Linked DNA regions of Oryctolagus cuniculus: region 1 is linked to region 2. Evidence: chromatin contacts called from public Micro-C data. All regions are on one chromosome and are shown on one strand. The core of a region is the stretch at or near the end of the contact, and the rest is flanking DNA. Distances in the headings are between cores, read along the strand shown.

Region 1 (4,093 bases), core at 19-2,518, 320 kb before region 2:
TGCCCGAACAATGCCCCCTCTCTGCGTTCTTCCCGATTTGCAAGCTGCACATTCGCATAGCCATCAATAGACGCCTCTTCACCATCAGTGGCTTCCCTGCTAACCCAGCTGCGGGAGGGTCTGCGATGGAGGGGTGAACTAGTCATGCCTTTGGGGGAAGCTGAGAGTTTGTCAACTGCTGACCCAGATGTCGCCCATCCCTTGTCGCTGGAGCAGCTCCCCAGGCCCAGAGTCCCATGTCTCATGCAGCCTAACTTTCCTGTGTTTCGCTCCTGGAAATTGAGTTTGGATCTGGATATTTCTCTCTTTCTACTTTTCTTATAAATTTTTATTTACTTGTTTGCACTTTATTCGAAAGGCAGCAAGACAGAGAGAGAGAAAGAGGGAGAGAGAAAGCGATCTTCTCTCTGTTGGTTCACCTGCAACAGCCAGGCCCGGGTCAGACTGAAGCTATAATCTGGAATTCAATGTGGGTCTCCCATGTGGGTGACAGGGACCCAACAATCTGAGCCCTCACTGCTGCCTCCAGGGTGTGCATTAGCAGGAAGCTGGACTCAGAATCAGAGAGCCTGGACTTGAACCAGAGCACCCCAGCACTGGATGCGGGCACCCCAAGTGACATCTTAACCACTGTGCCAAACGCCAGCCCCAAGTCTGGACGATCCTACCACACACCAAATCCAGAATATGAAAGAGAATATGAAAGAGAATATGAAAGAGAGGAAGCAGGAGGAAGGGGAAGTTTTCAGAGAAACTTTCAAAGAAATCTAGAACTCTCCAAAACACTGTCTCCTTTTTCCTCCCACTGCTTACTAAACGTGTTATAAAGAGGAGCACAATTTCCTTTCTGCTTAGAACTCTGGACCGCACCCAACACCCTAGGGAACTTGTCGATCTCTGAACACAATAAACGTTCAAATTCCGATTGTGACAACAGGAGTCCTTTCCTGGGGAGATGGACAGGTCTTTGGGTGACATCCTGCTTTAGAAGGTGAGAGCTGGGACCAGAGGTGGTGTGGCTTTTGACTTCACAGGACAGGAGAATGAAATGGTGACTGAGCAAGCTTTTTCCAGTCCCTAGTTTCCTCGGGCCTTGGTTCTGCTGAGATAGCACTAGATGGAATGATTGTTGAAGCCAGTATAAGCCTTCTCACATATGCCTGGTGCAAGTACCTCTCCATTCTGAATTGGCACTGAAACGTGAACACTGGTGAGGGCTAGGAGAGCTCCAATGACTCAGCTACTCCTCCGATTCCAGCCCCAGCTTGTCTTCCAACCATGACAAGTTGCATAAGGGGCCTGAAGTTTTGGTTTTGAGGTTTTGGTGACTCACATGCTGAGCAAGCAATAATGATAATAGCAAACACATTTGCAGCTCTTCCTGCGTGCTAGGCGTCATTCCAGTTCTTTCTGAGCTAAGTCGTTTAATCCTCCAATAACACAAGGAAAGAGTTTTTATGACGCCCTGGACTTTAAAGGTAAGGGAACTGAAGCACGAAGCATTTGAACATCCAAACTCTCCCAGCCGGCCAGGGGCCAAGAGTCAGGATGAACCCAGGTTGTGTATGCTGAGAACCTGAGGCTCTTGGCGAATCTGCTAGTGTCTTTTTCTGTGTTGCTTAGCAATTCTGTGTCATGAAGTCAGTTGCTATTCCTGGACCGGATTTAAGTCGACTATTGTCTCTATAGCTTGGACATTTCACCTCCAGGAAAAACATCCAAATGTGGCCAGTCACAGAGCAGGAAGTGGCATGGAGGCCGGTAGTGTGGCGGCCACCTTGTGACCCTGAGGTGTGGCCAGAAAGGTGAGATGACACTGTGAGACTCAGGGAGGGTGCCAAGGGCACCGGTCCAGGCCCTCCAAAGCTAAGACTTTACACTTTTCATAAAAATTAATACAAAAGGGATCACAGACCTAAATCTAAAGTGAAAAGAAATAAAAAGTGAAGATGATAGTGGAGAAAATTTGGGTAACTTTGAGTTTGGCGTAACTCTTTTTTAAAATTTTTTTAAATTAATTTTTTTTGACAGGCAGAGTGGACAGTGAGAGAGAGAGACAGAGAGAAAGCTCTTCTTTTGCCGTTGGTTCACCCTCCAATGGCCGCCACCGCTGGCGCGCTGTGGCCGGCGCACCGCGCTGATCCGAAGGCAGGGGCCAGGTGCTTCTCCTGGTCTCCCATGGGGTGCAGGGCCCAAGGACTTGGGCCATCCTCCACTGCACTCCCTGGCCACAGCAGAGAGCTGGCCTGGAAAAGGGGCAACCGGGACAGAATCCGGCGCCCCGACCGGACTAGAACCCGGTGTGCCGGCGCTGCTAGGTGGAGGATTAGCCTAGTGAGCACCGGCGCCGGCATAACTTTTAAATATTAAAGACACCCAATTGATAAGCTGAGATTTGCTAAAATTAGAACTTCTATTATGAGAAAGATATCAGTTAGGAGAATGAAAAGACTAGGAACAGATTTGGAGAAAATATTTGCAAAACATGTGACTCATTAAGGACTTGTCTCCAAACTATACAAAGAACTCTTCTTGCAACAGATAAGAGGAGTCGGCATTACAGAACAGCAGGTTAAGCCGCCACGTGCAGTGCTGGCATCCCTTATGGGTGCTGGTTTGTGTCCCAGCTGCTCCATTTCATATCTAGCTCCCTGCTAACGGCTTGGAAAAAGCAGCAGCAGATGGACCAAGTTCTTGGGTCCCTTCCACCCACGTGGGTGACCCAGATGAAGCTCCTGGCTCCGGGCTTCGGCCTGACCCAGTGCTGGTCACTGCAGCCGTCTGGGGACTATACCAATGGATGGAAGATTTCTGTCTCTGTCTCTCCCTTTCTCTGTAACTCTGACTTTCAAATAAACGAATCTTTTTTAAAAATCCAATTTAAAGATAAGCAAAAGAACTGAAGAGACACCTCTCTAAAGAAGACACCTCTACACTGACAAATGAGCAGATGAGAAGGTGCTGCACGTCATCTGTCACCGGGGAAGTGCGTGTTGCAACTCCGAGCTACCGCGGCACACCGATCAGAACGACTAACATCCCAGAAGCCTGCCAGCACCAATGCAGCTGAGCATGCGGAACGGCAGAAGCCCCCACTCAGTGCTGCTGGGAGTGCAATGATGCAGCCCCTGTGCGAGAAACTTGGGAGGCTTCTAAAACTAAACGTACAAGCCAGCAATCATACTGCTAGGTATTTACTCAAAAGCCTTTAACTATGCAAACTCTGCATGTGAATGTTTAAGGCAGCTTTATTTATAATTGTCAAAAACTGGAAGAATCCAAGACATTCTTCCGGAGGTGAAGGGATACGCTGTGAATGAGTTTGGAAGTCAGGGGGACGACGTGCAGGAACTCTGCTGCAGGCCCTCAGAGGCGGTGATCACGACTCGAGTGAGTGAGTCTCTGCCTCCGCATGGGAGACCTGGACGGAGCTCCTGGCTCCTGGCCTTGGCCCTGGGCCAGCCTTGACCATTACAGGCCTTTGAGAGCGAACAAGTGAATGGGAGTGCTCACTCCCTCTCTGCCTCTCAAACACATTCTTTTAAAAAAGAAAAAAAAGGCTTATTAGTTTAAAAAAGGATAAGGACAATAAATATGAATGAACGGATAATAAAGATAGAGAGCAATTCAGGAATCCCCACGTCTGACCCATCACTGGAAGGGAGCAACTTCCACAAGGACACGTCTGGTTCATCCACGTGTCCCAAGAGCCTAGAATTGCTATTGGCATAAAATAGGGCTCCAGAAAACATTTGTTGACTACCATGCATTCCAGAAAGAAACAGCAAAGGATATGGAAAGGGAGAGTTTAAGAAGAAAATCACAGGAGAACGATGTCTGGAGCTGAAGAGCGCGTCTCCAGGATGAAATGGCCCATGGAGTGCCCAGGGGAAATGAAAGGGGAAAGGCTTGCCGTAGTCTGCCCCGCGAGGCTTCAGCACCCCAGCGAGAAGGGTAAGCTTTCTGAGAGATTCAGAAAGAACGGCACTGGGTTTCTCAACAACACTGAAACCTGCAAGACAATGGAGAAATGCTGTCAAGATTCTAAAGGAAAGTATTTACAACCTAAAATGCTATGGCATACTAAACTGTC
Region 2 (3,834 bases), core at 421-2,920:
ATCTGTTTATAAGATTTTAAAAATACATGGAATAGCGTTTAGAATAATGTATATATCTGAGTTGTAGTAATTGAGTACTTGACTGTCAACCTATTTTAGACCCAAGGAATATATTAAAGACCTAAGATAATAATTTCCTACTGAAATTTCTGTCTATACATTCCAAACATTTTCTTTTAAGACCAAGACTGTTTACAATGGGCTCAGAAAAACAATACCAATCCTAAACCCCAAACCTTTAATCCTTTTAGGGAATCCGTTCACTGTTCCTGTTTCAAAGCAAGGCAGTCACTTAAAAAAATCGACCCGTGCCAGTTCTGCAGTCCAGATTAACATTACATTTTCAATTTCTATCAGTGGCCTACGTTTCAGGAGTAATTTTCATTAGAGCATATAAAAATTTTTTATCACTCACACCTGGCCCACAGACGACTGTATTTTTAAAAACAAATTTACAGGTCCTGAAAAGTGATACTGAAAAAATAAGCTAAGCGATCCAACTTCTACAGTTAACTTCTGCAGGATGGAATTTCTGCAGCCTAGAGACGATCTGGTAGGCAGAGGTAACTTTTGAGACAATTCCACTCAGCTTAAATGAATAATCCTGCAAGCAACTAAAAGTTAACACAGCAGGAGGATTTCATTAGGGACCCGGGGGCAAATTTCTTTATAGCAGTAGGAGCACTCGGTGAGACGATCTGAAAGCCAACTGTTGGATTTAGCCTCACATCTACCTAACAGTTGACCTTCACTGGGAATAATCGGTTTTCATTGTGAGATACACGGCCAGAACCTACTCCGGGCAGTCTGTCTGTCACCTTGTCCCCCCCCTTCTCCGGACCCCACGGTGAGGTTCACCCGCCAGGACCGAAGGGCCGTGGAAAAAGGCAGTGAAGAGGAAAATGCTTGAAAAAACGAAGACGCTCGCAGTGGCTGGACTTAGTCCAAGTGCTGCTCGGCTAGAAACGAAAGTAGCAAACAACAGAGGTTTAGGCTTGGAATGTCAGCCATTTTAGGGATATTATTTATCCTGGGAAGGGAAGTCCCGGACTCGGCTGTTGTTGTGTTGCTGTCGCCGCCCGGACCCAGGCGGAACCAAGCCAGCCAGCCCGCCAGCCCGGGCCTCACAAACCAGAGGGAACGCGGCGCAATTCTCGACGCGTCCACTCCCGGGCCTGGCGAGCGCCGAGCGCCGCTTCCCTGCACACGCACTTCCCTCACAAAGGAGGGCGAGCAGCGCCCGCCCGCTCCGGAGCCGCTCCCGCCGGGTCCCGCACCCCGCTCCCTCCCCCCGGCTCGGACCTTGCAGTCCACCGCGACGGCGTCCGGGGGGATGATGAGCGCCTCCTCGCCGCTCTTGGGATCGTCCTTCTTGGCCTCCTTCTGGGCCAGAGCCGAGTTGAACGTCACCTTCACCATGGCGCGGCCTGGGGCGCCCTCGGAGAAGGGCGGCGGCGGCGGCGGCGGCGGGCTGGAGGCGCGGGCTGCGGGCTCCCGGCTGCGGCTGCAGCCTCCTCGGCCGGGCTCCGGACGAGGATCAGCGGCGGCAGACGAGACTCGGGCAGCTCCGCGACGGCTGAGGCGGCGACTGCGGCACGGCCCTAGCAGCCACCCAGCTTCAGCGCGAGGGCGGAGACGGCTCGCGCAGCCCCGGGCCGGGGGCGGGGCCGGCGGCGAGGGGGCGGGGCCGGCCCCTTCTCGGGCCCCGAGGCCCAGCGGAGGCCCAGCGGAGGCCCAGCGGCCAGAGGAACGCGGGAGTGGGGTGACGTGCTTGGTTCAAGGGTCGGTCCTTCTCCTGAGTCGCCTGGCCTTTCCGATTCTGAACTCGTTTCTGGCCGGTTTGCCTTGGGACTCAGTGTTGCAGGTTCATAGGAAAATCGGCTGAACTTTCCTGGGTTCGCCGCGTACAATGGATCCACTTTAGGTAGCACCAGGCTGTCTCTTCCCCGGCCGCTGCCCCCGCCCCTCCGCGAGCCTCAAGACCGCGGAATTTTTGTGCGTCCACGTCTCCTTTTGCTCTTAGTAGGAATCCGCCTCAGTGGAGCACGGAAATATTCAAAGCTCTCTCTATCCCTTGGGGTCTGACCTCCGTTCCAAGGACCTCACCCAAGGGTGTGCCTCACGCAGTCTTGTCTTGTTTTCTTTATCTGCCTTCCCCGGGATGTCCGCGCCTGCCCAGCCTAATCCCACAGCCCTTTGGAGGAAGACTCTTAGATCTGTTTCAAACAAATCACACTGGTAAAACAACATGTTCCACGCTTGTGCAGACTTGGGGGGAAAAACCCTGCACACTGGGCTGATTTGTGATTCAAGGCAAATCGGTGCTCGGTGAGGAATCCTTGTTTTTCTGCAAAATGAAAGATAATCTCTTCGTGTCTCCTATTTTGAAGAGGTTTCGCAGAGAAAGCTGTAACAGATACTGGCCAACACGGCTGTTGGGTTTTTAACTAACAACAGATGGCCCCTTGGACAAACGGTTTGGTTTTGTACCATTCTCCCATTGGAGAAGATTGGCCTGGTTCAGCCAGAGTTGTGGGTGTGCTCCAGAATGTTCCAACTATGTCAGCTCTGCCCTGGATCAACCCCAAGAAAAGTAGGTTGAGTTTGAGGTTCTTGGGGATTTGGCTGTGCTCAAGGAGAGTTAGATGTCTTGAAGTCTCCGTAGAATGTCAGATCAGAAATCTCTGAGAAATAGTCCAAGTTCTCAGCATCTTTTCAGAGCACATATTTCAGACACATCAGGGACTGAGAGAGAAATCCAGTTCAGCGCTTTGGTCTTCTTGGCTAATCTGAAATTCCAAAGTGTTCAACGCAGGCTGAGAAGACTTGAGTTCTAGTTCTTGCTTGTTTTAAACAAGCTAGTCACATGATTAGCAGTAACTTACTTGATCTCCCTGGGTCTCCTTTCCACAGGCTTCAACTCTCTGAATTGACCCCGTGAACTGACTTTTGATAGTAAAAATGGAATCCAATTTCTCGAAGTTAGCCATTGCTCCCCACCTCTCTGAGCCCTGCTTGCACGGATTTCCTGGGACATTAGAACTGAAGATTAAGGAATTATTTAAGCAAGCTCCTATGTCTATACTTACATCGATCTGTCAAAGGGCAAAATTACAAATTAGTTTAAAGATTTTGGCTCCATTTCCAATTATAGAATCAAGTACTACTGGTTCACTTCATTCCATAGAACAAAAAAAGTGTTCCAATGAGCCCAGCAGAGGATGTTGCTTTTAAAAGACAGAAAAGGGCTGTAGAAAGCAGAAACAAAAATGAAAGAGTGAGATGGTCACTTTAAATTCACTTTCCTTTTGAGGCTAGGACAGAGAGACAGAACAATAGAAGTATAACTGAGCAGTTAATATCAGGTTACCTTTTTGTGTGTAATGATAAGGCAGAAGGAACTTTATTGTCATACCAGTTAAACTGGCTTGTTTGGGAAATTTGACTTTGTCACTCTAATCCTGGTTTCTCAGAAGGTCAAATAATAGTTTTGTTTCAGCTTGGTAATGTAGAACTTTAGCATGAGTGACTCCATTTTGATTTTTAGTCTCGTCTGTTGGGGCCCAGGGCAGGAGCTTAGTCCGGGAACAGTGGCCTCCTGTAATTTTATTTAATGCTTCCTTAGTTCTTTCTATGTTAAAATGAAACAGTGGGAAAATGCCCAAAATACCCATTTTGCAGTCAATAGATGTAGAGAAGAAAACAAAATTCTTCCTGAACAACACTAGTATACAGATTAGGAAACTGAGGCAAAGGAAGAACAAATGAGGTTGACAGAATGAGAAATCCTCCCCTGCCCCAGGATTTCTATTTTAAAAGACTCATGAATAAAAG

What was found. Hi-C and Micro-C count contacts between places; a contact is called where the count stands out from the background.
Region 1: a contact with region 2 is called in a Micro-C map of ear pinna, with 2.7 times the contacts expected there. The contact joins the enhancer-like site here to the promoter of ITM2B in region 2. A contact is called at or near these places in 2 of 6 Hi-C or Micro-C datasets (ear pinna and an unstated tissue).

Annotation. Positions count from the first base shown.
Region 1 is chr9:67,570,951-67,575,043 of mOryCun1.1, reverse strand. No RefSeq gene overlaps it. Among named protein-coding and RNA genes, the nearest start is that of RCBTB2, 39 kb to the right of the region's middle. Within about 2 kb of position 1,268, at least 4 of the 8 cell types and tissues checked have an H3K27ac peak or open chromatin away from gene starts, as enhancers often do. A contact at or near this core is called in ear pinna, where this site is marked.
Region 2 is chr9:67,251,206-67,255,039 of mOryCun1.1, reverse strand. ITM2B (integral membrane protein 2B) reads right to left here and starts at 1,670. Exons shown (of 6, transcript XM_002720722.4): 1 at 1,303-1,670. The coding sequence starts at 1,419.